Linked DNA regions of Mus musculus: all the other regions are linked to region 4. Evidence: chromatin contacts called from public Hi-C and promoter capture Hi-C data. All regions are on one chromosome and are shown on one strand. The core of a region is the stretch at or near the end of the contact, and the rest is flanking DNA. Distances in the headings are between cores, read along the strand shown.

Region 1 (3,102 bases), core at 174-2,673, 2.8 Mb before region 4:
GTAAAAGCTGGCAGAGTGGCCTGAGTCACTGATGCCACTATGTTACATGGTCACAGTTGATCTTCAATGTGACCCCATGGCTAATTTCTGAACGATTCCCTCTAGTTCTGTGTGTTCAAAGCTCCTCTGTAAGAAAAGAGTCTAAGAGGGCATTTTAATTATATCTGTGACATTCAGCATTTTCACCTCTAAGATGTAACAAAGTCACCAGAAATACTATGGACCTGAGAGGGGTAGCTATTCACACAGCTTCCTGGGCAGGGGACACTGAGCCTGCTGCAGAACATCTGTCACATTCGTCTCTCTGAATAGCCCCTGTAACTAAAGTCCAGTTCAGTTTCTACTTCAAGTCCCACATATTATTAAATTACCAGTTGGCCTTCCAGGTACCTGGGGTGATTATGGTTTCTCATCTTAAATCACAATGGTCTTGAAGTTCCCTTCCTAAAATGTGAAAACTACAAAAGAAATAAGAGGAACAGTTAGAGTGAGAGGAACATTGCTTCTGATAGGAAAATTACAAAACATTGGACAGACCGTGCTCTATGTCTAGAGAACAGGGGCTCTGAGACTCCTAATGGCATAAGCAAAATTGGAAATAGGACATGGGTCAATAATCCAGTATATAGAATGATTTTTAAAAAGAAAATTTAACTCAAAAGAAGCTTGGTTCTTAGGCTAAGACCTGAGAGAAGTTTCTTCTCTGTTGCTGTTAGTATTGCCTGTCTACTTGACTGGCTCTAGGATCACCTAGAAGGCAAACCTCTGGGCCTAATCTGAGAGGATTTCTAGATTAGATTGCCTGAGATGGAAAGACCCACCCCGTGAATTTGGATTCCCACAGGTAGAAGGACCTGACTGAATAAAAAGGAGGAAGCCAGCTAAACTCTGGCATCCACACTTCCTGACAGAGGCCTAAATGTGAAGGACTGCCTCATGCTCCCCCCAGGCCTTCCCTGCCTCAGTGCACTTGGAGCCCTTGGATCAGGAGCCAGAAAAAACTGCCCTTCGTTAAGCTGCTTTCGCTGAATATTTTGTCATAGCAACAAGAAAAGTCAGTGCTACCTCCTCTCAGTAGACATTGGGTGGAGTGATAGATTCATAGAATTTTTTTTTAAGTGCCTCAAAACTAATGCCACATGAGTAGATATTGGAGTGGTGTTCCCGAGGCAGCTTGAGAGAGAAGAGTGACACATTTTGGTACAGGGTGCACTGTCTAAAATAACTGAAGAACGATGATTTGGGGGAATCTTCAGACAGTATTCCTTAAAGCATTCTAAAATAATAATAATAATAAATAAATAAAGTGTTGGGTATCAGAGAAATAAGGAATTCAATAAAAATCCCACTAAAGGAGTTTATCCCTGAAGCTAATGCTGCTATCAATCCCCAGGGTTTCAGTTCTCTGTTCCATTTGAGGATGCAGATAGATGACACGTATGTGCCCATGTGATTGTATTTGGGCCAATCAATGTAAACATGTCTCCCTGGCCAACCCCCACAAGCACTTTTCTGGGCTTAGGATCCTGGGTATCCGTAGGTTGGGTCTTCAAGGGCTCTAAAGAGGAGTGCTCCTGTGATCTCATGACTAGGGACCCAAACAGTGAGCAAATCTTGACTCCCTTGAGGTCCAGAAGCTAGTTTGAACAGCTTGCACTGTGCTAAGTGACATCATTTGACTTTTCAAACTGTAAAGTGCATCACTAGAGCAAAAGTCACCAACGGCTCCAGAAGCACACCCCTCCTACACTGAAAAAGACTGCCACTGCCTCCAACAGGCTGTTAGTGTGGCAATCGTACTGCTTGGGTTATTGCCTTAACTCTGTCATCCTCAGCCTGGGCAGGCTTCCTTATCTCTCAGAGCCCCCACTTATAAAATGAGAACAAGCATAGCACCTAGCTCTAAAGTTCGAAGAAGCTTGTTTACAGAGTGCCCAGCGTAGGACTTACCATGTGTAGTGGCTATTCCTGGTTGTCAACTTGACTATATTTGGAATGAACTACAATCCAGAATTGGAAGGCTCACCAGTGACCCTGGAGGCTAGGAGATAGAAGTTTCTGATCTGGATCTTGGTATGGAGATCTTGAGGCATAGTGGCTATGGATTCCAGAAGATTAAGACAGAGAGTTCTCCGAGTTCAAGATCATCTGGGATTAAAGTTATGGTGGAACACACATTTAATCTGGGCTACACCTTTTGCTGGAGACCATATAAGGACATTGGAAGAAGGGAGTCTTGCTCTCGCTCCTTCGCCTGCTTGCTGTGTGGGACTGAGTAACTGCTAGATCCTTGGACTTCCATTTACAGCTGCGACTGACCATTATTGGGAATTGGACTGCAGACTGTAAGTCATCAATAAATTCCTTTACTATATAGAGACTATCCATAAGTTCTGTGACTCTAGAGAACCCTGACTAATACAGAAGTTGGTACCAGCATAGTGGGGTATTCCTGTGAAAACCTGACCATGTTTTGGGGAGGATTGTGGAAGGACTTTGGAACTTTGAGCTTGAAGATCCATTCGTTGTTAAGAGCTCAGCCAGATGTTGTGTAGGAGCTTGGAAGATAATGTTGAGAACAGTGCAGAAGATGGAGGTCTGGCTTGTGAAACTTCAGAGGGAAAATTTAAGACTCTTTTCAGGGCCATTGCTGTTTTGATTGTGAAGATTCTGTAGTTCTGGTTAGCTGGGGCTGAAAAATCAGCTGGGATTAACAAGATACCAGAACTATTAAAGCAAAACCTTTGCATTACTGGGACTATTGATGCTGGTTAGCTGGAGCTAAGAAATTAGCGGTGATTAAGAAGAGACCAGCATCATTGAGGTGACATCTTCTGGGAAGTGTTTTCTGAAACCACAAAGTGGCTGTGTTCCAGAGATAGCCAAGGTTGTACTCCTGCTGCAGCAGGACTTGGGGTGTAAGGGTCATCCAGGTGGTACTGGTTTTGAAGGCATGAAGGGGTCACGCAGAGCAGCTGAGGCTTGGCACTGTGAGAGGCCATGGAAGGCCATTGGTGAAAGTGCAGCCTCAGTTGCAATTGATGGCCCAGGGCTGAAGGGGTCATGCAGTGTTTTGGAGATGCCAGTACCATGAGATGACCA
Region 2 (2,947 bases), core at 287-2,786, 2.8 Mb before region 4:
GGATCGCTATTAGTGGAAACCCCTTGTGAGTGTTGCTTTTCAAGGTAGCTAAATCTTCTTTAGTTCAATCTAAAATAATGAAAGCCCTGCTTTATTCAGGCCTAAGGTACATACACATGGCAGAAACATGTTCTCCTCACTTCCTGGGTTAAAGGTGAGACTGCTGAGGGAAGAGCAATGAGGAAACAACTCATGACCACAGAAAGGGGTGTCAGTCAAGACTGTTTCCTTATGTAACAGTGGATAGTGAGATAACGGCTCAGGGTTTGCGTTAGACTTTAAACTCCAACGGACGAAGCTGTTGCCTCCCACGGCGTCTCTGTGTGCAGATGTCACAACCACCCTCCCTGGAGGAAAGGAACATGAGAGAAGATTTGGGGAAGAAAAGCCACAGCTCAAGGAACTGAAAAGGAGTTGTTGCCTTCCAGGCAAGTGTGTAGGCTAGGGAAGGCCCCGAGCAGAGCATGCTGTGTGTGTTAGGAGCCTGACGACTTGGACCATGTGAATTTTCTCATTTCTTGTTACTTCTAATGCTATTGATCAACTGTGTGAAGGGAACTTTCTCTGCACCTTCTGCTTTCACAGTAAGAGCCCAATATTCATGTCTGGTTTTGGTAGTGAGTCTAGACTAACAGTGAGATGGGTAAGGGAAAGAGAAAACCTCCCCCCCCCCTCCCCTTTGTGGTTAATGGTGTCAGAGGCTGTAGGAGACTGGCAGGTGTTTAGAAACCAGCGTGAGTCATTCTGCATCTCAACTTGGCTGGGCTATGGGGCTGCATATTCAGTCAAGCATTATTTTAGATGTTTCTGTAACATCTTTGGGTGAGATTAACATGAAAACCAATGGATTCTTTGTGCAGCAAGAATACTTTTTATGACATGGTGGGTTCCGTCTAGTCAGCTGAAGGTCTTACTAAAGACTGATGCTGACCCGAGAAGTTTAGATTTAGTAAGGCCCCATAATCACGTGCATTAGTTCCTGAGGAGATACTTACTCCTCTAACCCTCATCTGTAGGAGGTTCAGCTCGCTAACTTGGAAGCTCTTTCTACAGTCAACCATAATGTAGAGATTGTTCCAGCAAGAGTTCTGAAATCAGGAAAAATACAACAACAACAAATTTAAATGCCCAAATATCAGAGGCTATTTATTTTATTCAGTCCTTTCCCTTGTTTTAAATCAGGGTCTCAAGTTGTCTGGTTTCCTTTGATATTTCTATATAGTTTAGGATGACCTTGCAGATATGTGCCACCACAATCCCTTTACACAGTGCTGGGGATTGATCCTAGGTCTTTGTGCTCATTCGACAAGTACTCTGCCAACTGACATACATCCCTCAGCCCTCATCATCAGCTTTTGACACAGAATTTTTGGCAGGGTACCTGTTGGCTTGGTACAGAATGTGTCTGTCCCCTGAGCCAACATCTTCTTAAAATGGCAGACGAAAATAAACCCAGCTGAGTTGGAGATAGTCATCCTGGCAACCACACATCTACTTTTTCCTGGAACATCAACTCTTAGGCAAGGACTATTTGCCTCTGTGCTAACTCAGGACCAGGACCAAGTCCTAGAGAACACCCCGTACCTCTGATGACTCTGAGAATGGACTCTGCCAGTGTAAGTGACTGGACTTGGCTTGGAACTCAGTGTTTTCTCAATTGCAGATCTTCACAAAGCTTGTGTTAATTGTTCTCCTACAACAGATAAGCCTAAGGTGTCCTGTTTAAGGAAATGTTCCTCTTTGAAAAAACTGCCTGTACTATAAACCCCTCCCTGAGGGGAGGACGAGAAATGTGCCCAGCTCCAAGATGTGGCCAGACAGCATTGTACAGCCTGGTAACTCTAGTCAGCCCCACCTTCAAGGATCCAAGTTCAGCAGAGGTGAAGAGTGCTTTCGTTCTGGTCACTCATTCACCAGGGGAAGCTGGACACCATCCGGTGAACCTGGTCTTGTGAAATCAGACAACCTAATTGCCCTTTACAGCTTGGTAAATGATATACTCCAACTGTGAGGGCTAAAGTTATATTTTAAGTTTTAATTCCTGTGCTGAAGGGATCTATAAAACAAAAATGTCTCTAACCTATAATGCAGATAACTTTCTCTGCCCACGGACAGATAACTTCCTGGATTCTGGGGGCTACTATTCATGCAAGATAACAAGCCATGAAAATGTTTTCACTTCTGTAAACAAGGTTGGTTGCTTCAACTTCTCAGGATGTCCTTAATCACATGGACCAGGAAGTACATAGGCAGGATGTATGCTTACCCCCAAGGCAGCAAATACACAGCCTTGTAGGTTGTGCCTTTATAATCACCAGATTAGCACAGTGTGAGGCCGTTTTCTGGGAATCCTGAGTATGGATCTGGGTAGAGTCCATAGTCTTGGCCAGCATTTAATAAAACTTACTTTAATTTTGGCTCAAAAATTGGGATAATGGTCCTATTCTCTCCCAGTAGGATCAACAGTAGGGCTCATAAAAGTTAATCCAGACCCAGGCTTCCAAGCTGATACCCTGGGTGATGAGCAGAGTGTCTAGTTGTCTAGCTGTGGATAGGACAAAAACCCTCAGAGGTTTCTACACCACTCTTGGAATCTTTGGAGAGGCCTTATATGCTGCCTCAGTAACTTAAGTGCTGGGACGGGGCATATAACTCAGTTGTAGAGTGCTTGCTTTGCATTCACGAAGCGCTGGCATCTGTCTCGGCACCATGTAAGTAAGGAACTGTAACACATTCTTGTGATCCTCTAATTTTGGAGGTAGAGGAAGAAGAATCAGTGTTCTTGGTTCTCCTCAACTATGTAATTAGAAGGGTCATCTAGGCCTAGGTAATACTCACTAAACTAAAAACCAAGGCAAATAACAACAACGAAAACCAACACAGATTCCATACACATCGGAAAAGCAGACTCTGGAGAGATTTCTAGAATGTTCTCCAATTTGGTTCA
Region 3 (2,992 bases), core at 97-2,596, 3.0 Mb after region 4:
AACGATACTTTAATGCACCTTTACTATACTTTAATATAGCAAAATGTAACTTCTATGCTTAGATGCTTAAATTATTCAACGAGATTCTCTTAATTTGTTCTTTCTTAGTGTCTAATAAACCACAGCTTGTTCAAGGATGTGTGCTGAATAAAGATTTTACAAATGTATGGATATGTTTTTCAAATTTCATTAAATTTCTATACTACTTTTTGCAAATTTCACCTACTGTAGAATACTTGAGTACCTGCTCTATGTTCTAAAACATCTCTCTTGCCACATCACCCAAAATCTAAGAAATTCACCTTGACTTTATACTTTCAAACCAAAATATTATTCACAAATTTATTTTACAGGAGTTGCAGATGGTTATGAGCTACCATGTAGGTGCTAGGAATCTGAGTCCTCTGAAAGAGCAGCCAGTGTCTTATTCAACGAACCATCTTTAGCCATATATATATATATATATACATACACACATACATACATACATACATATACACACACACATATATATTTTAAGACTTTAATGTATTTCAGGTTCCAAATAAAATTTAGTATCTAATAATTATTTTTAAAATGTTCAGGAAAATCGTGAATCAAATCAGGTAGCATGATTTCATTTAACCATATGGTTCATTTGTGGAAAAGATTAAGTGTAATTATGACACGTAGCTTTAGAAACAGCTTTCAGTGTTCTGTATTAAAGAGTTTGTACAATTTCTCCCTTAAATGTGGACCAGACCCAATAAACACTTCCTTTTAGTCAACAGAACAGGAAACAGAGATAGGGTGTCACTTCTGTAAACAAGCTGCAGAAGCTTTAATCCTATCTAGACATACACTGCTTCCTTATGTTGCTATTGTCTACCTAACTGCTACCTTTTGTTTGCTTGGGTTTTGTTTAATGTTTCTTTTATTTTTGTTTTTCTTTTCTTTTTTGAGACCAGATCCTGTGTATGTTAGACTGGTCTCAATACACTAGATAGCCAAGAACAAGCTTAAATTCTTTATTCTCCTACCTCTTGCCTTATGGAATGCCTCCTGAATATGGAAACTGCAGGCCTATTACTAACTACCAAGCATTGTTTTATTGTTTCTTGAATGCTGGACTGGCATTCTACCAATAAAACTGATTCTTCAGCCTGGATGCATGGAGCTTATGGTCAAAAGGACCTTAAAAAAAAAAAAAAAACAAGTAAATCCCACAATACATATGGTCCTCAATTTGCTTAGAAAAACAATACACTTATTAATTGAAATTCTGTTCAGTTTAATAAAATGAAGTCACAATTAAAGTAGGAAGGAAATTATCTTCCCCAAGATCTATGACTAATCTGATGAGCTGGAGAGGTCATTCGTTTCCCCAAAGTTCCTTTGGATGGAGCACTAGAATATAACACAACCACCACAAGCTGAAGGTAGGAAAAAAGAAAAAAAAAAGGAAACAAAAAGAGAAGTAAGAGAGAGACAGAGGGGGAGGGAGAGAGAGATTAAGAAATATCACAAAATGTTAATCAAAAGATACTCTGTCACAGCAACAAAAAACAAAACTAGGCAGTTATTAAGACTAAAACCTGGGGCTGGAAACACAGTTCAGTGGTTAAGAGCAGGAGCTCTTCTAGAAGACCTGGGTTCAAATTCCAAGCACCAACATGGTTTCTCAAACCACCTGGAAATCTAATTCCAGAGGATTTGATCCCTCTTCTGTCCTCCACAGGAACTGTATACATGTGCACAGGCATTCACAATGGCCAAATACTAGCACATATAAAAATATAAAGGTTAAATTAAAAAATACTAAAACTTCATACCAAATTGTTTGCTGATATATTTAATTGGATTTATAAGAGTAAAATTATAAAGGATATAAAACAGATGATTCATTCAACACTAAGACAAAAATTTCTAAGGACTGCCTATTCTCTATTAGTATGAGAGAAACTAAAATTTATACTGGACAAATACACTCAAATCTTCTGTATTTTCTTCTCATTTTCAAGGATTATATGAGCTTCATCAAAGGGACAGTGCACACAAATAATTCTTCTAGAGGCAAGTTAAGATAATAAAGATCCTGGACTTGAGTAAACACTTGCCTAGAATTCAAGACAGAGAAAAATCTTTTCTCACATTTGCATTTTAAATTCCTGTTGTGTTGTCATTATAACTTTGCTACTACTAGAATTCTTGATTATCAATTGGACACTATAATTTCCTACTACATTTTATATGTTTACCAAAGTAAGTGTTCTATTTCAGGACTTTAAATAATATGCCTAAGGCACTGTTCCTTAGCTTACCATAAAATTTAACGATAAATTGTGTTACCTTCAGAAATATAAAAATATACATGTTTTTCCCACTTTATCTCCTAATGGTCTAGCTAGAACTGAACTTTTATAACTTACTATTTGCACAAATGGAGAAACCAACAAGTAGCATTTATTATAAACACTGATCAACTACTAAATAGAGATTAGACCAAAAAAGAAGAAAAATTCCAAGATATTAAAACTTCACAAGAGATTCTTTAGGGCATTGGTTCTCAACCTGCGGGTCACCACCACTTGGGTAGGGGTCACATATCAGATATCCTGCCTATTGGATATTTGCGTTACAATTCATAGCAGTAGTATAATTATAGTAGCAAGAAAAGTAATTTTATAGTTGGGTCAGCACAACATGAGGAACTGTATTGAAGGGTTACAGCATTAGGAAGATTGAGGTCAGCTGTTTTAGAACATTTACACACTTGGCAGTATCTACTAAAACCTATGTGACAGTCATTTTTCTAGATAATAAGATATGAGCATAGAGCAGACTCTCCTGTTCTCAATTAGCTAATACACCTGTGTCAACAAAGGTTATCCACAGTTTGTCCTCCCATATTCCTCCCTATGCAAAGACCTTCACAATCAAGTGATCATTTTGTTTGCTAGGCTTAAAAAGCCTCCTCCTGCTCTTGAGTAATAAACCTGTAATTGAAAATGTG
Region 4 (3,094 bases), core at 137-2,636:
AATAAATCTTAATCCCATGTCCTTTCACGTGCTTGCTTTCGTAGAACATCCTTTCGCCTAGGTCCACTTCAGCTACATGTTCCTTCACGTGTTTAGCCCAGCAGAACACCGTACAACACAGTTTCTAAAGAACCCTTAAGTTTCCTCTTCAGTTACTAGACTTGCATTTCAATTCAAAGATTAGGGTGTTGATAGAGAGTTAGCTGCACATCGTGACTGAGACTTTTCTTAGCTCGTAAGCATTTTATAGTCAAACTCGGTTGTATATAATCGCAAACCCATTTCTATTACCTTCTTTTTAAAAATAATTTTTACCTTTTAAATGATTTTTGTGTATGTACAATATATGTGATCAATATATGTGGACACAACTTACTTTCATGTAACAAGATAGTAAGTGTCACAACTTCCTTGACTAAGTCATTGTAATGTAAAACAACTACATACACTAGGAAAAGGTGACTGGAATCGGGCGTGGTGACTGAGGCAGGAGGTTTTAGGCAGCTCAACCTAATCTACATAGTGCATTCCACCCCAGCCTAGAGTAAGGAAGACAACTCTGTCTCAAAACCAAACCAAACAAAAAAGTGAACGCTAAATTACCAAGTATCATGAAATACTCCTTAATATTCTTTTCCGGATGTGGTGAAGCAAGCTTTAAATCCTGTAGTTGGGAGGTGGAGGGGGTAGGATCCGAACTTCTATTGACCATCCTCAAGCACAAAACGAGGTTTAAGCCAGAAGAGGTTACATCAGACCAATCACAAAACAAACCATCAGGCGGAAAGAAAGGTTTGGTTAAGTTTGACTTCAGATCTCAAAGTTTCTGTAGTCTGGCTACACGCAAACTGCGCACGCTTAGAAAGTTCAGAGCTGCCAGCCGACAATGACAGGAAAGTAGGTCCAGGTAGAACAGGCTGAACGCCGTGGGCCGCCCCGTTCAGCCCGGATCCAGCGAGGGCACAACGCCGACTGCGGGGGATGGGAGCCAGGCCGGCGGCCCGCGGAGCTCAGCAGGCCAGGCGCGGGCGAGCCGGAGGGCTGCTCTCTGCTCCGGGCTTCCGCGGCCTCCCTCCCGCTCGCCGGCCTCCCGCGCCGCGCCCCGTCCCCTCCCTTGTCCACAACACGGCCTCCCGCCACCGTTCAGCTCCGGGTGGTAGCCATTCCCCACCCCGCCAACCGCTTTTCTGTCCCGGGCCCCACTCACCTCGGCTGCGCAGCAGCCCTCACCTTCGCAGCTGCTCAGCCTTCCAGATTGGCTGTCCCAGGACCTTATGCCAATCAGCCAATCCCCGCCCCTGGCCCGGCCTAGGCTGACCAGTGAACGGCTCGCTGAGGCCCGGGGGCGGGCTCAGGAGAGGCCGGCGGAAGGCGTGTCTGCTCGCCGGCCACGCCGGCTACCTGTCCCGGGCTCTGTGCGCACGCGCGGTGCCCAGTAAGGGGCGTGTGCTTGCTAGTGTGCCGCGCTTTGTCTTGGGTGCTTCTGCCCCTGTTATTTTTGTTGGTAAACTTCGCCCCTTTTGGGTGTAGGAATACCCACATTCCGAGTGAAGTCTCAAATGTGTGCCCGCTGAAAGGAGCTAGGTCCTTAGCCTAGCCTAGCCTAGCCTGTGTCGAGCCCTTCTCAACCCACGCTCTGTGGGGACTTTGTCTGCCAGGGCGATCTGTTTCGGGCCTCAAATCCCGGACGTATGTTCTGGAGGAGTGGAAGGCGCGGCTCAGAGGGAGTGAAGACTTTTCCTGCCTTCAGTTCCCCCGCCTCAAAGTCTGCCTAATTGGTGTGCGTAGTTTTTAATGAAGGGTTATTCTAGATTTCAGATAACCTAGTCATGAAAATACGATCAGTCTGTGTCAAGTTAGCTATAAGCAGCACGGTGGTGTGTGTGGGTGCGATAAAACGTGAATATGGAGGGAAAGCCTATCAGTAATTCAAGAGGCCGCTCCTACCTGGGCGTGGCGGCTCCTGCTATGTAAAACGAGTAGTTTGAAGTTGGAGGCTGGAGGATCCAGAGTTGAAGACCAGCCTATGTCCAAAACAACCTGGAAGAGGGTGGAAGAGTTGAGGTGGGAAGTGGGCAGCAGCTGTTGCTACTTCGCCTTCTCTCTTACCCTCTCATTGGAGCGCTGGTGTTCTTACCCTGGATGGCCTAAATTCCTCCTGGCTACTGCTTTGGATTTCACCTAGAGCTTCAATTCAGTTACTCAGCAACGGCTCGTTGGGAGCCCATTATGACAGTACAAAGTTGGTGGGGTTTGTTTGTTTGTTTGTTTGTTTTTTAAGCCTTGAACCACACCCTGAGTAAGCCTACCAAAAGGCAGGGAGATCAAAACAAGGTTAATTAATATATGTGACCAAGTGTTATAACGTTTTAAGTACAAAAGGGCCTGACAGGCTGTGACCAAGGCTGGGAGAGAGAAGCCTGAGAGAGCAGTTCAGGGAGGGGTGCTTGGTCTGAAGGCTGATGAAAAGACAAAAGCTGCTGAAGTGAACTGGTAGGGACCACACACCAGGGCGACCATTCCAATGATACTTGTAGGATTTACTGCTAAGCTATTAGTTGCCTCAGGATCCCTGGTCACCAGCTGTGTGACCCACAGGTGACTCTCAGCTGCCTGCCACCACACAGGCCTATGTGATTGTCTATGTTTAAGAAGAAGGGTATCTGAAAGCACCCATCAGTTGGAGATGGCTTAAAACCTGTTTTTTGTTTTGTTTTGATTTGATTTGATTTTTTCTTTACAACTTCCCTCCCTTCCCACCTTGCTTTACCCTCAAGTGCCCTGGAGTGGCCCTGAACTTTTTGACAATCTAGATGAAGGTGCAGTGACTTAAACCTGAGTAATTTTATCACAAATTATTGTTTCTCCCAGTAATGGAATCATTTCTAAGAATTCTGACCAAGCTGTGTGCCATCTCATTCAATACAATAACACAAAGAGCCTATCAACATGGTGCCTGGTACCAAACCCTGGTGAAGGAAAAAGAGAGTTTGAAATACATCCAGCCAGGATCTAATCGAAGAAAGACCTGCAGTCCTTATGCTTTTGAACTTTTAAGCTTTGCTTTGCTTTTGTTTTGCTTTGCTTTTGTTTT

What was found. Promoter capture Hi-C pulls out the DNA fragments that hold promoters and counts their contacts. Hi-C and Micro-C count contacts between places; a contact is called where the count stands out from the background.
Region 1: a Hi-C map of B cells shows a contact between it and region 4, with 5 read pairs. The contact joins the enhancer-like site here to the promoter of Mtfr1 in region 4. A contact is called at or near these places in 3 of 39 promoter capture datasets (liver, pre-B cells and stem cell-derived epiblast-like cells), 1 of 484 Hi-C or Micro-C datasets (B cells) and 1 of 9 other capture datasets (liver).
Region 2: a contact with region 4 is called in a promoter capture Hi-C map of neutrophils, with 10 times the contacts expected there. The contact joins the enhancer-like site here to the promoter of Mtfr1 in region 4. A contact is called at or near these places in 3 of 39 promoter capture datasets (liver, neutrophils and pre-B cells), 1 of 484 Hi-C or Micro-C datasets (CD8 T cells), 1 of 115 datasets of contacts at active chromatin or transcription factors (thymic regulatory T cells) and 1 of 9 other capture datasets (liver).
Region 3: a promoter capture Hi-C map of the HPC-7 cell line shows a contact between it and region 4, with 7 times the contacts expected there. The contact joins the enhancer-like site here to the promoter of Mtfr1 in region 4. A contact is called at or near these places in 7 of 39 promoter capture datasets (the C10 cell line, the HPC-7 cell line, embryonic stem cells and 4 more) and 2 of 9 other capture datasets (adipose tissue and pancreatic islet).

The regions. Positions count from the first base shown.
Region 1 is chr3:21,957,437-21,960,538 of GRCm38.p6, reverse strand. The region is part of intron 1 of Gm31813 (a long non-coding RNA gene); the gene reads left to right. Among named protein-coding and RNA genes, the nearest start is that of Gm31813, 5.4 kb to the left of the region's middle. Within about 2 kb of position 1,423, at least 38 of the 459 cell types and tissues checked have an H3K27ac peak or open chromatin away from gene starts, as enhancers often do. A contact at or near this core is called in B cells, where this site is marked.
Region 2 is chr3:21,985,625-21,988,571 of GRCm38.p6, reverse strand. No RefSeq gene overlaps it. Among named protein-coding and RNA genes, the nearest start is that of Gm31813, 23 kb to the right of the region's middle. Within about 2 kb of position 1,536, at least 164 of the 459 cell types and tissues checked have an H3K27ac peak or open chromatin away from gene starts, as enhancers often do. A contact at or near this core is called in CD8 T cells, liver, neutrophils and 2 more, where this site is marked.
Region 3 is chr3:16,208,550-16,211,541 of GRCm38.p6, reverse strand. The region is part of intron 4 of Ythdf3 (YTH N6-methyladenosine RNA binding protein 3); the gene reads right to left. Among named protein-coding and RNA genes, the nearest start is that of Ythdf3, 27 kb to the right of the region's middle. Within about 2 kb of position 1,346, at least 7 of the 459 cell types and tissues checked have an H3K27ac peak or open chromatin away from gene starts, as enhancers often do. A contact at or near this core is called in the HPC-7 cell line, where this site is marked.
Region 4 is chr3:19,186,402-19,189,495 of GRCm38.p6, reverse strand. It overlaps Mtfr1 (mitochondrial fission regulator 1), which reads right to left and starts at 1,386. Exons shown (of 8, transcript NM_026182.6): 1 at 1,208-1,386.